4 separate regions of the Mus musculus genome follow, and all the other regions are linked to region 1. A link is a contact called in public HiChIP or PLAC-seq data. All regions are on one chromosome and are shown on one strand. Each heading gives the region's core, a stretch centred on a gene start, on an enhancer-like site or on the middle of the called end of the contact. The rest is flanking DNA. Distances are from core to core; before and after follow the strand shown.

Region 1 (3,271 bases), core at 225-2,724:
CATATCTTGGGAAATACTGATGAAAAAATATGCCAAAATACAAGTAAAATTGGAAATTAACACCAGGAGAAATTAAATACGGAAACATGTGACACAATTCCTATCTATACACTACAACTTCTTTATGCAGAGAGTTTTCTGGTCTCGGAAAGAAAAGAGCCAAGAGTGGAAATTATAATAAGGCACTAGTTTGTGTTAATGACATTTGATTCTGAAAGGACAATCAGAAGGGACACAGACTGTTTCTTCAGACAATGTCTCTGGCCTCTAGGAGCTCGTACACCTGAGACCCAGGGTATGGTGGAGTCAGGGACGTTTGGAGGTAGTAGGATGTGAGGCAGCAGAGCATTCTGGCCCTCTGCATGGGGGTCTGATGGATGAGCTCTGCTTAGTCTAGTCAGGCTGGAGTACTGGATGTGAAGATGAAGCTGACAGGAGTTGAGGAACAGGAGGCTGGAATCTTCATAGAAACGAAATTGGGGCTTTAACCTGTAAACAGTGAAAGCCAGTTAAGTGCAAGCCATGTGCAGACACCATCTAGGCCCTGGAATGTGAAGCTACTCATTAGAACCAACCCAGAGTTTTTCCTTTGATTCCAGAGACATCCTCACAGGGATCCAACAGGAATCCAAGATAGCCTAACAATCTGCAGCAGTGGTTGATACAGGAAGACACAAGAATCCCACTGGGGGACACAGTTCATTTGAACATGTCAGCTTCAAGCAGGTCTGGGTATCAGAGCTTTCTACTGAGCCCTGGGTGTTCCTCCATGCTTTGGCTGTTTGCCAATCAAAGAGGTCAAGTCAATATCAAAGTCTGTAGTCATGAAACTGACAACTACCTACATACAGCTTCAAACTGGGTTCACTGGGGAGGACAGATGAAAGAAGTAGAAAAAGAAGCTTCATACACACACAGAGAGGCATAATACACATATATTATTTATATTATATATAAATGTACATATAGATACATACACATATATGCACACATACAAGTATATACATTTATACACATATTATGTACACATACATGTAACATATGCAAACATCAGGTATATGACCAGGTACTACGCTGGTCAATTCATACATGACACATTAGCTTCATGACAACCCAGCAAATGAAGCATCAATCCCACTCCACCAATCAAGATTTTTTTTTGAGACAGGATCTCTTGTTGTCCAGCAGAAGCTGACCTTGAACTGCAGATTCTCCTTCTTGTACCTCCCTCCCAGGTACTGTGATTACAAGTGTGTGGTACCATACCCAGCTTCAAGGCTATTTAGACTTCCAGTAAGTGATGCTCCCACTGGCTGGACTGATGTGGACCCCTTCTTTAATTGTATCTCTAATCTTTACCATGGAAAACCCTGGAATAACACTTCCTGTATTCAGTTCACAGAGAAAGATTACACCCCCATTCTCCTTTTGTGGCAGACAGAAGCTCTCAAGCACAGGAGACTGGATGACTCATTCAGTAAGTCAATAACAGACACAGGACAAAAACATTTCCTAACAGTTGATCCGGTATTGCTTCCATTAGACATTTTCCTTGCATCAAAAAGATGCAAACTCACAGGGACCCATATTTTCTTTGTTCTGTCTCCCTTCTAGTCACCACAATAGAACACTCACTCCCATGGGGATGGAGCACAACATTCACCCTGACATTACCAAATCATGGTGACCAGACAGAGTGCCTTTAACTTTGCATAGACGGGTATCATTAGTCTACCCACCACCCCTGATCAGTATCGAGATCACTACTCTTATTCTGTACCATAGAATCTATAGACTCTCTGGATTGTTGGCTGTGTCCAACAAAGAAAAGTAACAACAGCAGCTTCCAGCAAAGCGTAGTTATAACTTTTAGCAAGAATGACTCCCTGTGTGATGAAATAAAACCAGCACACATTGAGTACTCAAGGACTAACCTCCTGTCTGAGGTGCATGGGAAATCTTGACTTTGAAAATTATCAAAGACTCACACAGAAAACAGAATGCTCTATCATGCTCTCTATGACAAGACCTATCCACATGAACCCAGCCTGCTGCCCTTGGAAAGATGGCTAATTCATCATTCAACACTTTCAAACCTGGAACCAGCAACACCTGAGGGTTCTTCTCTAATCTAGTCCTTGGGAACCTCTTAGTCACTGTGATATAGATGGACAGCCAAAGAGTTGTCTGAGATTATTTCACACACATCCATGAAGACTCCCTACACCTACCTCCAAGAGGAAAGATCAGTACTCCATGAAGACAGACAGAGAAAATAATCATGGCTCACTTTTGACCTGAACTAGAAAATGCCCTGTCATTCTCCCTCTTTTCTGGGCCCAGGCCTTATAATTCACCCAAGAGCACTCCAGGAAGTATTGAGTTAGTGAGCACTGAATTAATTTAAGAAGGAAGATACTGAGGCAGGATATAAAGAGGTGGAAATTAAGGGAACAGAAGTTTAAAAGGAGCATTTTACTAACTGAATAAGAATGTCCCCCACAGGCTCCTGTGTTTTGAGCATTTGTTCCCTAGTTGGTAGTGCTATTTGGGGAGGTCTGGAAGGGGTGGTCTTGCTGGAGGAAATATATCACTGGTGTTGTGTTTGAGGTTTCAAAGCATCTTCCCATTCTCAGTGCTCTGGCTTCCTGCTTGGAGATGTGAGTGCTTAGCTTTCTGATCCTGCCTCCTTTCTACTGCCTGCTGCCTGCTGCTTGCTGATACGTTTCTCCCATCATCATTTATGTTAACCCCTTTAAACTATAGCCAAAATAAACTCTTGGTTTCATAAGTTGCCTTGGATTGGTGTTTTATCACCACAACAGTAAAGTAACTAACACAGTCTAGAATCTGGTTACAGTTTCTGCTGGCTGAGAGTTGGAAGTTACTTCAGCATAACTAGCAAAATCAAGACAAAAGATAGGAGCCTCCAAAGACAATAGCTGGATGCTTGACAAGTAGATGCTCTCTAGATAGAGCTAGTGTTAGGACACTTGGATGCAATTCTTTCTCTGGAGAAGGTCATATCCTGTCTTGGGTGAGTGTTATCATTTCCTAAGTCTCTCTTCCAGTCTGTCAGACTCTTACCCTCTTGCTCCTGCTCTTACAATGCTAACATTTAAATCTGAAGCACTCACACTCCCTGGGTCTTCTTTTTTTTTTTTTTAATTAGATATTTTCTTCATTTGCATTTCAAATGCTATCCCCTTTCCTAGTTTCCTCTCTGAAAATCCCCTATACCTTCCCCCTCCCCCTGCTTCCCAACCCACCT
Region 2 (3,271 bases), core at 446-2,945, 410 kb before region 1:
ATCTTCCTTTAGAACAGTGGTACTCAACCTTCCTAATGCTACAACCTCTTAATACAGCTCCTCATGTTGTAGTGACCACCAACCATAATGTTATTTTTGTTGCTACTTTATAACTGTAATTTTGCTACTATTTTGAATCATAATGTAAATATCTGAAATTTAAACGATCTTAGGTGGTCTCTGCGAAGGCGGTCATGACCCAAAGGTTGAGAACCATTGCCTTAGTGTCTAAAAGCTCAGTGGTAAAGAATTTGCATGAGATGACTGAAGTGCTGAGTTCAGTCTCCACTACAGAGAGATGGGAGATGGGAAGAAGAGGGGAGGAGGAAGAGGCAGAGAACGAGGAGGAGGGAAGGGGAGGAGGAAAGGAGGGAGGAGAGAGGGAGAAAGAGAAAATTTTATGGAAGGCTCCCAATTCTAAACTTGCTAATTGATAACAAACCTTGACAAATGAGCTCATCTCCCTGGCTCGGCTGCATTCGTTCGGAGGTGAAGTGCCATCTTTCTCTGCACAGCTATTGAGAAGGTCAGCAGAATGGTCTCTATGGATGAGAGCTGATTTTACCATTTGCCCATGCTGTGAAAATTTTAGACCAGCCTTTGGCACACTCTGAATAAGCTAATGAGTTCCTAAAGTTGTGAAAACTGCAACAGATTGAAATTAAAAAAAAACAACAACAACAATTTATTCAACAAAGATAAATGGGTTTCTTCCCATTGCCAGGCAGTTTAATTCAAAATTGTCTAAGATTTGGAAATTTAAAAATATGAAAGAAGTTTGTGTGTGTCTCAGATGTGTGTAAAATGTACTCAGAACTGTAAGGAATATGTTAAGAGTGCTTGATGCTCTTTTCTTTGTAAATTAAATGGTTGCTATCAAACCACCTCACTCTTATCAGCATGACTTTCAGAGGAGCATATACTATTAGTAGCTTCTTATACATTATTTTAAAATATGCGTGCAGGGACTGGAGATAAGGCTCAGTAGTTAAGACCGAAGTCTTACAGAGAATCCACGTTTGTTTCCCAGCTCCATGTCAGGTGCCTTGAAACTGCCTGTGACTCCAGCTCCAGGGGATCTGATGCCCTCTTCTGGTCCCAGACCAGTCTCATACACATGTGCATGTGTGCACGCACACATGTGGAGAGAGAGGGAGAGAGAGAGAGAGAGAGAGAGAGAGAGAGAGAGAGAGAGAGAGAGAGAGAGAGAGAGATAGGTCTATGCACACAGATGAAAGTCATTCTTTCAAATGTTCATTTGCAAATGGTTACTATTTGAGTAAGATATGATCTAAGTGCTGATTTCTAGATATTTATAGTATTTCTCGAATGCATTACGGGAAAGAAGAATAAGAGTATGTGTGTGTGTGCATATGTGTGCACGTTCATGTAAATTGTTTTTCCCTTTGACTCACATGTAACACCTGTGTAGTGAAATCCACATGTATTTGGAGAGTTCTGATAAATACACACATCTGAGTAACCCTTAAAATGAATCAAGATGTGAAATACTTCTATACCAGCAAGATTCTTCATGCCCCTTTCTAGTAAAACCATGTTTTAACTCCATAATCCTGGCCAGCACTCTGTTTTCTAACAGCACATTTTATTTGCTGCAGGGTTTACATACACAGACTTATGCAGCATCACCTGTGACTGGCTCCATCTGGCCACAACATGCTTCTGAAATGTGTCCTTTGTATTACACACATCATGAGTCAATATTTATTGTTCCATTGTATAAATATTCCCAAGTCTGTGCACTCGGTGCATTTCCTTCTCAATAGACACCTGGATGATTTCCAGTTTTAGCACAATGCATAACAGGAATACAAGAATTTGTAAAAACTATTTTAGTGGACATCGGCAGTCACTGCTTTTCAGGGTGCAGCTGATGTTTCATAGAATCTCTGTGTTTACACACATGTCCAGCTTTCCAGTGCAGGGGGTGACACTTTACACACGGATGCCGGATGAGGCATGCAGTGATTCAGCATTGTTATCAGAGATTGGACCTCTAGTATATGAAGTGACATTTTAGTTTTAAGTTGATTTTCCTAATAATCATTTTAGTAACTTCTTCTTGTGGTTCAGGGACCTCTGGTATCTTTCTTTGTGAACTGTCCCACCAAAGGTTTGGAAAATATATTTATATAATATTGGATATTAATATATATTGGAGAATACACATATGTATAAAGTGGTATAGTAACTCTTTATACTACCTAGTAGAGATCATTTCAGAGGCATGCCTTATACATATGTTCTCCCGGATCCTGGCTTACAACTAGTTTTCTTAATAATAAATAGAGCTTTGTTAACAGATATTTTAAATTTTGAGGGATTTCATCTTTTTTCCCATTTATAAACAGATTTTCTATCCAAGCTATGGATACTTTGCCTACTTCAAGAATGGCAGAGATTGACTCTTGTGTTTTTCTAGAAGTCTGGTGTTTATATCTATGCTTATGATCTATCTATCTATTCATATGATCTATCTTGACTGTTCTATGAAATAAAAGTGGAAGTTCATGATAGAAACATAGACATCAAGGTGTCAAAATCACTCTCAAATAGACTTCCCTTTTGATACTGATTGATTTGAAGAATCATTTTGGTGCTTTTTATTTAATACATAGTCACTATATGTGTGTAGTTCTATTTCTAGATTTTTGCCTCACTTTCTTAAATTCATTCATAAATTCATCTTCTCTCTCTCTCTCTGTCTCTTTCTCGCTTTCAATATATACATATACGTGTGTGTGTGTGTGTGTGTGTGTGTACCTTGCATTCATGAAATGAGTAACTTTATAATAAGGTATTTTGTGATTAGGTGTTGTAAACCACCTCTCATCTTTGTTCTTTTGTTTCTCTTGAAGATATTAACATATTTTATTACCCAAATTCTCTAATCTATGATATAGTGCAGTCTTCAGATTGTATAGATCCAAGGATTCTATGGGACAAAGACACATTATAGTGTCAGGCTGCTTCACTCCCAAAGGCTCTCAAGCATTTGACTCCAGGGTTTTATTTGACATTGGAGCAGGCTGAGAGATTCTTCCTTCTGATTCACTGGCCCCATCCATCATGAATGGAGACTTGATATTGTTAAATCACTTTCTACAACTGTTAAAAGAGCCACATGTTTCTCTCTCATTCTTTTCTTTGGCCTTTATTCTGTTACCACGTGGTCACACTGATCGATGTCCAAGTGGAAAACTATATTGCATTACAAGTAAGACTACATTGCATTATGAATTTTATATAT
Region 3 (3,271 bases), core at 528-3,027, 310 kb before region 1:
TCATGCCTGCCATGTGCTACTGGGGCAGAGGGACTGTCTTGGGAATTATTCTCCTGTCTCCAGAACCTTGGATAACATAGAAACCCCTATCCTAATCCCTGCCTCAGAAAATGTACTCCCTGATCCTCTTTTGGAAGAAGTACCTTATAGCAGCCCTAAACAAAGGATTTCTAGCACCCAGAGGTGGGGCAGGGAGAAGGGCAGTTAAATAATATAGAGAAACTGTTCCCTGGACAGGGCTCTTTAAAAGCTGATGCCATCCATGGCTTGTCATAACCTGCTTTTCAATTTATATAAGAATCAACAGGGAATCTAATTTAGCATAGCTGAACCTTGGTGAGCCACAATCCTGCCCCTTACTGAATGAACCAGTTCAACAATTTCTTCCTGTAATAAATAATAGTGGAATTTTGTTTTGTTTTTTACTCGTTTTGGGGACATGTTCTCATATAGGCCAGAAAACTCACTATGTAGCTGAAAATGGCTTTAAACATCTGATCCTAGTCTACCCCTCCAAAGTATTGTAACATAAGCCCAGACATTCTAAAAGCGCTCATTATAATATCTAATACATATGCATAAAGTTTATATAGCACTTGCCTGAAAATATAAAACTATTAGAGACAAACAGCAAATGAGCCTTAGCATTGTAATAATTCCCCACAGGATCAGAGTGAATAAGAGGCACTTTCATATATGTATGTAACATACTTTGATCATATTTGTCACCTGCTATTTTAACCCCTGTCTTCCTTCTATCTTGCTTAATTTCATGCCCCTTTTCTTATCTAGGATGACATCATAGAAAAAGCATATTATATTATTCCGAGTGTGGCTTATTTCATTTAACACAATGATCTACAGTTCCATTCATTTGCCTGAAAACAGCATAAATCTTATTCTTTCTTATAGCTGAGTAAAAATTTTACAACTGAGCTTTTATGATACCAGACAGAACTTACAAGAAAGAAAACATGCATGTAGGGAATAAAATGGAAGACTGGAAATAAGGAAAATATCTAATAGAAGATATGCCCTTCTTAGAAGGCAGTAAGCTAAATACAGTAATAGAAATATGTAATACTTATTGGATGCTTACTATAAATAGGATCTACACTATACTCTCATATGTACTAACTACTGTAAACCTCATCTCAGTCATCAGATGAAGGATGTGAGGCACAAAAGGCTGAAGTAACCTCAGCATCACACAGCTATTGAATGACAGGTACTTTCAGACTCTGAAGAAGATATTCATGTGGTGAAGAGTGAACTGGAGATTTATTAGACTTCAGATATCTTTGTATCCTAGGGCCAGGCACATGCATAGTCAGTCAGCAAGCAATGACTTGTCCTAAGGAAGTGAGCTGAATTGAATGATCTGCAAAGAAGTGGAGAAGAAGAAAAATCCTAAGGTCATCATAGAAACTGAAATTGCAAGACCAGGAGCCAGAATATGCAGTACTCTGCCCTTGCCCCTGGATAAGCTTCAGGGGAAGTCCAGGAAGAAATCCAGAGGCACTGAATAGGTCTTTGGTCCTATCAGGAGACAAATAGAAGGTAAAGAATAGAGCAAGGCTCCACAATTCCAACTTGAATAGTACATTTGTGTACCATGACTCTGAGCACCAGGCATCCTCCATCTAGCGGCTTGTTTAAGCTCTGAAAATACATACCCTCCTTAATAGATGGACACTTATTTCAGTCTTGTCATTCAAGTGGCTAACTACTGTGACCACAACTTTCTCAAGAACGCTTGTCATGTTGAGACAAACCACAGGAATGACTGGGCAACACCCTGGGAACTCAAACTCTGAAGTATACTAACAGTTGTGTGACCCTAAGCACAGCAGTCTGGCTACTTCTCCAAATTCACTGCTTTCAGTCTAACAACAGAGTGGCTTAAAACAGTGCCTCCATCCATATATCCATCCATCCACATATTCAAGGCCATTCTGTATCCCTACCTGACCCTCCTCTATTACAGCTGCTCTGCTTGGCTTTGGCCATTTCCTCTCCTTTTTTCTTCTCCCCTCCACCTCACTTCACACAGCCCATTTCATTTTCTATCTCTCTAAAGAGAGATAGCATTTTCTCCAGTCAGGAGAATTCAACAGGCCAATGTAATAAACATTTTATGAATCTAGCAAGTGCTTGTCTGCCATTTTAATGTCTTAGTTATTTCACATGGCCTCAGTTACAGTCTCCCTGGGGCAACAGCTCTTCATTTTAGTTCCAAAGACAAAGCATGTAATCTAACTCCCAAATCCTACTAAAGGGCAGAAAATGTGGTACCCACTCACTCACATATTCTCAGCGAAGGTTTCACAGACATGGTTTTGTTACAATTATTTTGGGACTGGACTTTTGAATCAATTATACACTTGGTGGGTGCCAACAACATTTGTTCCTTCAATATCATGTTTTTAATAATTAGAAAGTATTTCTCTGGATCACATAATGCTTCAGGCTTGCCAAAAGCGAGCTCCAATAATGACTTCTGAGTGCTGTGAATGATTCTGCTGGGGCTGCCACCACAAAAATAACCTCTTCACCGAGTAGAAATGATTTTCTCTTAACTTGATCTGCTATTTGCCTAGATTTCACTTAAATAAGTTTGCCTTTGAAGACCAGAAACTTTCATACTGTTTATCGTTCAATCCAACTTAACTATCTAGAAAAAAGCTTTTATAGCCCTTCTAACATCAAACATTGGACACAGTGGTATAGAATGAGGTCATTGCTACTCAACATTTGCTGTGATGACCCATTAAGGAGGAGCAAGTATATCTCCCACTTGGCAGATAATTGTTCTTCCAGCCCAAGAAAGTAAGCCTCTGTCTATTTCGGATACTAAGGCTGAGGTTATGATGACTATCAATGCACTTACACTGCCAGGATTGGAGTCCCACAGGATCTCTGCATAAGTAACACAGGCCACCAAGTGTCTCCTTCTTGTACATGTCCCACCTTTGACCTTAGTCATGAGACTCTCTGCTAAATGTCCTCTATCCCTTTGTATGAGTACATTCAGAACATGCTGGAGAGTGTTCAGGACTGGCATACTATTACTGTTATTGAGAGAAATCATTTAACCATAGAATTTTCAAAGGTCTGTGAATAGAATCATAGGGAAGCTCCAACAGGGATAGTTATTGTGATTTTACAATGCGAGACTTCTGTGTAGTCAATCTCAGAGTTTCCTAAACTTAGAGTCAGTCTCACTGGACCAAAAGGATGAGCAAGTCCAGGAGTTATTTGAAAAAAAAAG
Region 4 (3,271 bases), core at 392-2,891, 260 kb before region 1:
CTCCCTGCCACCTCTCCATCATCAGTGCTCATCTGTCCCATATCACAATTTTAAAACTTTGATGAAAACTAGCTCTGAGTATATTTTCATTTGGCCTTTCCAATGAAATCCTTTCTCTTTTTTTGAAAGAAAAAAAATTGATGATGATTTTCTGTCATTTTTCTATCATTTCTCAGTGTGCAGCTAGAGATCTCAGGGCAACAGCCAGTCTGGGGTCAGCATGTACTCAACAGACATGAGAGCAGTGAAGTTTGAGGGTGATTCAGGTTCTGGTCTTCTGAAACTGGATTGAATTCTGAACTAGGCTGTGTGGTGGATCTGGCGGTAAGATAGATCTGGCTGTGTGTAAGGTGGATCTGGCTGTGTGGTGGATCTGGCGGTAAGGTAGATCTGGCTGTGTGTAAGGTGGATCTGGCTGTGTGGTGGATCTGGCGGTAAGGTAGATCTGGCTGTGTGTAAGGTGGATCTGGCTGTGTGTAAGGTGGATCTGGCTGCGTGGTGGATCTGGCTGTGTGTAAGGTGGATCTGGCTGTGTGGTGGATCTGGCGGTAAGGTAGATCTGGCTGTGTGTAAGGTGGATCTGGCTGTGTGTAAGGTGGATCTGGCTGTGTGGTGGATCTGGCTGTGTGGTGGATCTGGCTGTGTGGTGGATCTGGCTGTAAGGTGCATTTGCCATGGCCAGCTCACTGTTTTCACATACTTTTAAGGCATATCGAGAATGGGATGTTCGCTAGTGGGAATTGTGAGGGAGAGGCTCATCAAGTCATTTCCTAGTCTTAACCCAGTGACACTGTTGCCCTTGGTACCAACCACCACTGAAAAACAAAACATAAACAAACAAACAAACAAACAAAAATGAGGCATGCAGAAGACTGAGCCACTGCCAAGGTGATGAGGGAAGGGTTGTTCTTGATTATGACTGAGACTTTATAGGAGGGCAATTGATCCTAAAAGGAGCCAAGGAAGTTCTGCTGCAATTGGAAGGTTCTGGATACTGGCTGGAGATCAAATCTCCTCTGAGCTGCTTCCTACCACCCATGACTCAGAGTAAGATCTCTGAGCAGGGTGGCAGAAGGACCACGATTGCAGCTGCCAGCAGAGAGCACCACACGCATGAGAATGATAGGACACAGGTCAGGAGCAGGACTGGGTGACAGCCATGGTCTTGGGATGGTGCCTTGGGACTCTCTCACATCCACCCTTCCTCTTAGGAAGCGAAAGTTCAAACCTGCTTTTTTTTTTTTTTTTTTTTTTTTTTTTTTTTTTTTGCCTCTGGGCTGAAGTTCAGGGGACTTAGCAGAGTCATCAGCACTGGTGAGCAGGATCGATTTGCCTCCCCAACCTGGATTGTGTGGCTTTAGACCACGTTTCATAGTGACTATGCTAATCATGTCCTGGTGTGGGTGTCCTGGAAGTAATAGACTATCCCCAGACTCTAATGCCTGCCTTTTCAATCTTCTGATGAGCTTCTGTCATCCTCATTTCAGCTTCATTCAGCTTCTTCTGCAGCTTGGCACCTCACCATCTGGAAGTCCCCCAGGAAGGACAGAGTCACCTTGAGGAGCGGCCACTTTGCTAGCTCTGTGCACAGAGCTTTCTTTACATGGAATGCGGATGCTTTATTGCTCTCCTGGCTGCTGAGGGTGCCCTGAACAAATGTGCTCCCTGACTCTTAGGGAATCGAAACTACACAGTTTCACTCTGGCCCCGTTGTGTGTCAGTTGGCTTTCAGCATTCCCTTGTCCCCACAAAAACCTCAACACGAATCCTTTGCACGGATGTTGTACAATGGGAGCTTTCATGACTGTCTTGGCACCTGCAAGCCTGGGGTTTACCGTGTCCTGGGGCAGGACAGTGCTTACTGAGTGGGGCTGAAGCTGAGAGCCCCACCCCTGGCAGCAGGTGAGCATAGATAGGAGAGGGGACCTGCTAACTGAAGTACCTTCTCTGCTGCCTCCCTGGGTGCTCTGAGTCTCAATTGCCATCTTATTGTCCCGAGCACAGAAAGTGATTTATACCCAATCTTTAACTTTCACATGCTCTCTGACTCAAAGGGAAAAATGGATTGCAAAAGCAAATGTATGGACAGATTCGGTAACTAGGAACAGAATCCATTCTTAATAAGAAGGCTGGCTCTGGAGCCAGACTCTGGAGCCTTCCTTCTGTCTTTCTCATTAACTAGACAAAGAGCCAGTGGTACTGATTGTATACCACTTTTTTCTCTGCCTCTCATTTGAGGAACTAGGGCTAAGAGAGCAGACATCACTTGTAATGATTAAAGGATCGGATCGGCTATTCCTGAACTAACTACAGCTGTACCTGGTTTACATTAGACATTCACTAGTTGTTAGCTATTGTCATCATCGTTATCATTATCATTCATCGGCATCATGATGGATTTCCCCTCGATCAGAAAGACATGGAATTGGGTTCATAAATGACAAGGAGGCTGGGCAGGAGGGTCAGCAATGCCAATCCCGTAGGAATAGTGTGACTAGCTCTCTGGCCCTGCCATGGCTGCTGGTACTAACGTGGTCAGCATTGATATCTCAGGGTGACAACTTTACTTGTTTCTAATATGGAGTCAAACAATTGCCAAAGCCAGTTTATCTGAGAACTATATATAGGGTTGGGTCTATGTTGCATCTGGTCCCTTCAGTTTTCCATAAGAGAAGCTGTGCTCTGTCTCCTGTCAAATTCATACAACAGTGAATTGCTCCATCACATGACAATAATAATCCAAAAGCTTTAAACCCAACAGATACCTATATAAAATGGTAGTACTATAAAAGAAAAATATTAGTTACTCTCCTCATTGCTGTGACAAAATATTTGATATCAAAAATAAAATATCACTCTTTGGGGCTTCTGGTTTGAGAATACAGTTCATCATGTTGGGAGAAAGCACAGTGTCAGGAGAGTCGGGTTTCTTGTCCACATCTCCGAGGACCAGGATGTAGGGAGAAATGACAGGAAGCAGTGCTGGACCACAGGCCTCAAGGCCCACCCACTATGATCCATTCCCTCCAGAAAGACTACCTATCCTAAAATTTCCAAAACTTCACAGAACAGAGTCACCAGCATCCTTGGTACCTATATTTCCCTATGCCTTCATAGCCAACCCACCACCCACCAACTTTTCAATTCTACTGCCTGCTCAGTCTTAAACCCACATTTCTGCATCTCCCTAATCCAAGAAACCGAAATTCTGCTGCTGGGGGACTATTAAACCAACGTCATCACCTATCTCCCTGTATTGACTCTGAACTGT

Evidence for each region. HiChIP or PLAC-seq counts read pairs in DNA pulled down with a chosen protein or histone mark.
Region 2: a FOXA1 HiChIP or PLAC-seq map of pancreatic cancer cells shows a contact between it and region 1. The contact joins two enhancer-like sites. A contact is called at or near these places in 1 of 484 Hi-C or Micro-C datasets (uterus) and 2 of 115 datasets of contacts at active chromatin or transcription factors (fibro-adipogenic progenitors and pancreatic cancer cells).
Region 3: a contact with region 1 is called in an HNF4G HiChIP or PLAC-seq map of pancreatic cancer cells. The contact joins two enhancer-like sites. A contact is called at or near these places in 1 of 15 datasets of contacts at CTCF or cohesin (the NIH/3T3 cell line), 2 of 484 Hi-C or Micro-C datasets (adipose-derived mesenchymal stem cells and embryonic fibroblasts) and 3 of 115 datasets of contacts at active chromatin or transcription factors (astrocytes, pancreatic cancer cells and vascular smooth muscle cells).
Region 4: a FOXA1 HiChIP or PLAC-seq map of pancreatic cancer cells shows a contact between it and region 1. The contact joins two enhancer-like sites. A contact is called at or near these places in 1 of 15 datasets of contacts at CTCF or cohesin (large pre-B cells), 3 of 484 Hi-C or Micro-C datasets (beige adipocytes, embryonic fibroblasts and uterus) and 3 of 115 datasets of contacts at active chromatin or transcription factors (astrocytes, bone marrow-derived dendritic cells and pancreatic cancer cells).

The regions. Positions count from the first base shown.
Region 1 is chr2:118,043,402-118,046,672 of GRCm38.p6, forward strand. All of the region lies in intron 4 of Gm13986 (predicted gene 13986), which reads right to left. Among named protein-coding and RNA genes, the nearest start is that of Gm25308, 33 kb to the right of the region's middle. Within about 2 kb of position 1,475, at least 15 of the 459 cell types and tissues checked have an H3K27ac peak or open chromatin away from gene starts, as enhancers often do. A contact at or near this core is called in pancreatic cancer cells, where this site is marked.
Region 2 is chr2:117,635,861-117,639,131 of GRCm38.p6, forward strand. No RefSeq gene overlaps it. Among named protein-coding and RNA genes, the nearest start is that of Gm32210, 67 kb to the right of the region's middle. Within about 2 kb of position 1,696, at least 7 of the 459 cell types and tissues checked have an H3K27ac peak or open chromatin away from gene starts, as enhancers often do. A contact at or near this core is called in pancreatic cancer cells, where this site is marked.
Region 3 is chr2:117,729,679-117,732,949 of GRCm38.p6, forward strand. The region is part of intron 2 of Gm32210 (a long non-coding RNA gene); the gene reads left to right. Among named protein-coding and RNA genes, the nearest start is that of Gm32210, 26 kb to the left of the region's middle. Within about 2 kb of position 1,778, at least 38 of the 459 cell types and tissues checked have an H3K27ac peak or open chromatin away from gene starts, as enhancers often do. A contact at or near this core is called in pancreatic cancer cells, where this site is marked.
Region 4 is chr2:117,779,365-117,782,635 of GRCm38.p6, forward strand. No RefSeq gene overlaps it. Among named protein-coding and RNA genes, the nearest start is that of Gm13985, 32 kb to the right of the region's middle. Within about 2 kb of position 1,642, at least 36 of the 459 cell types and tissues checked have an H3K27ac peak or open chromatin away from gene starts, as enhancers often do. A contact at or near this core is called in pancreatic cancer cells, where this site is marked.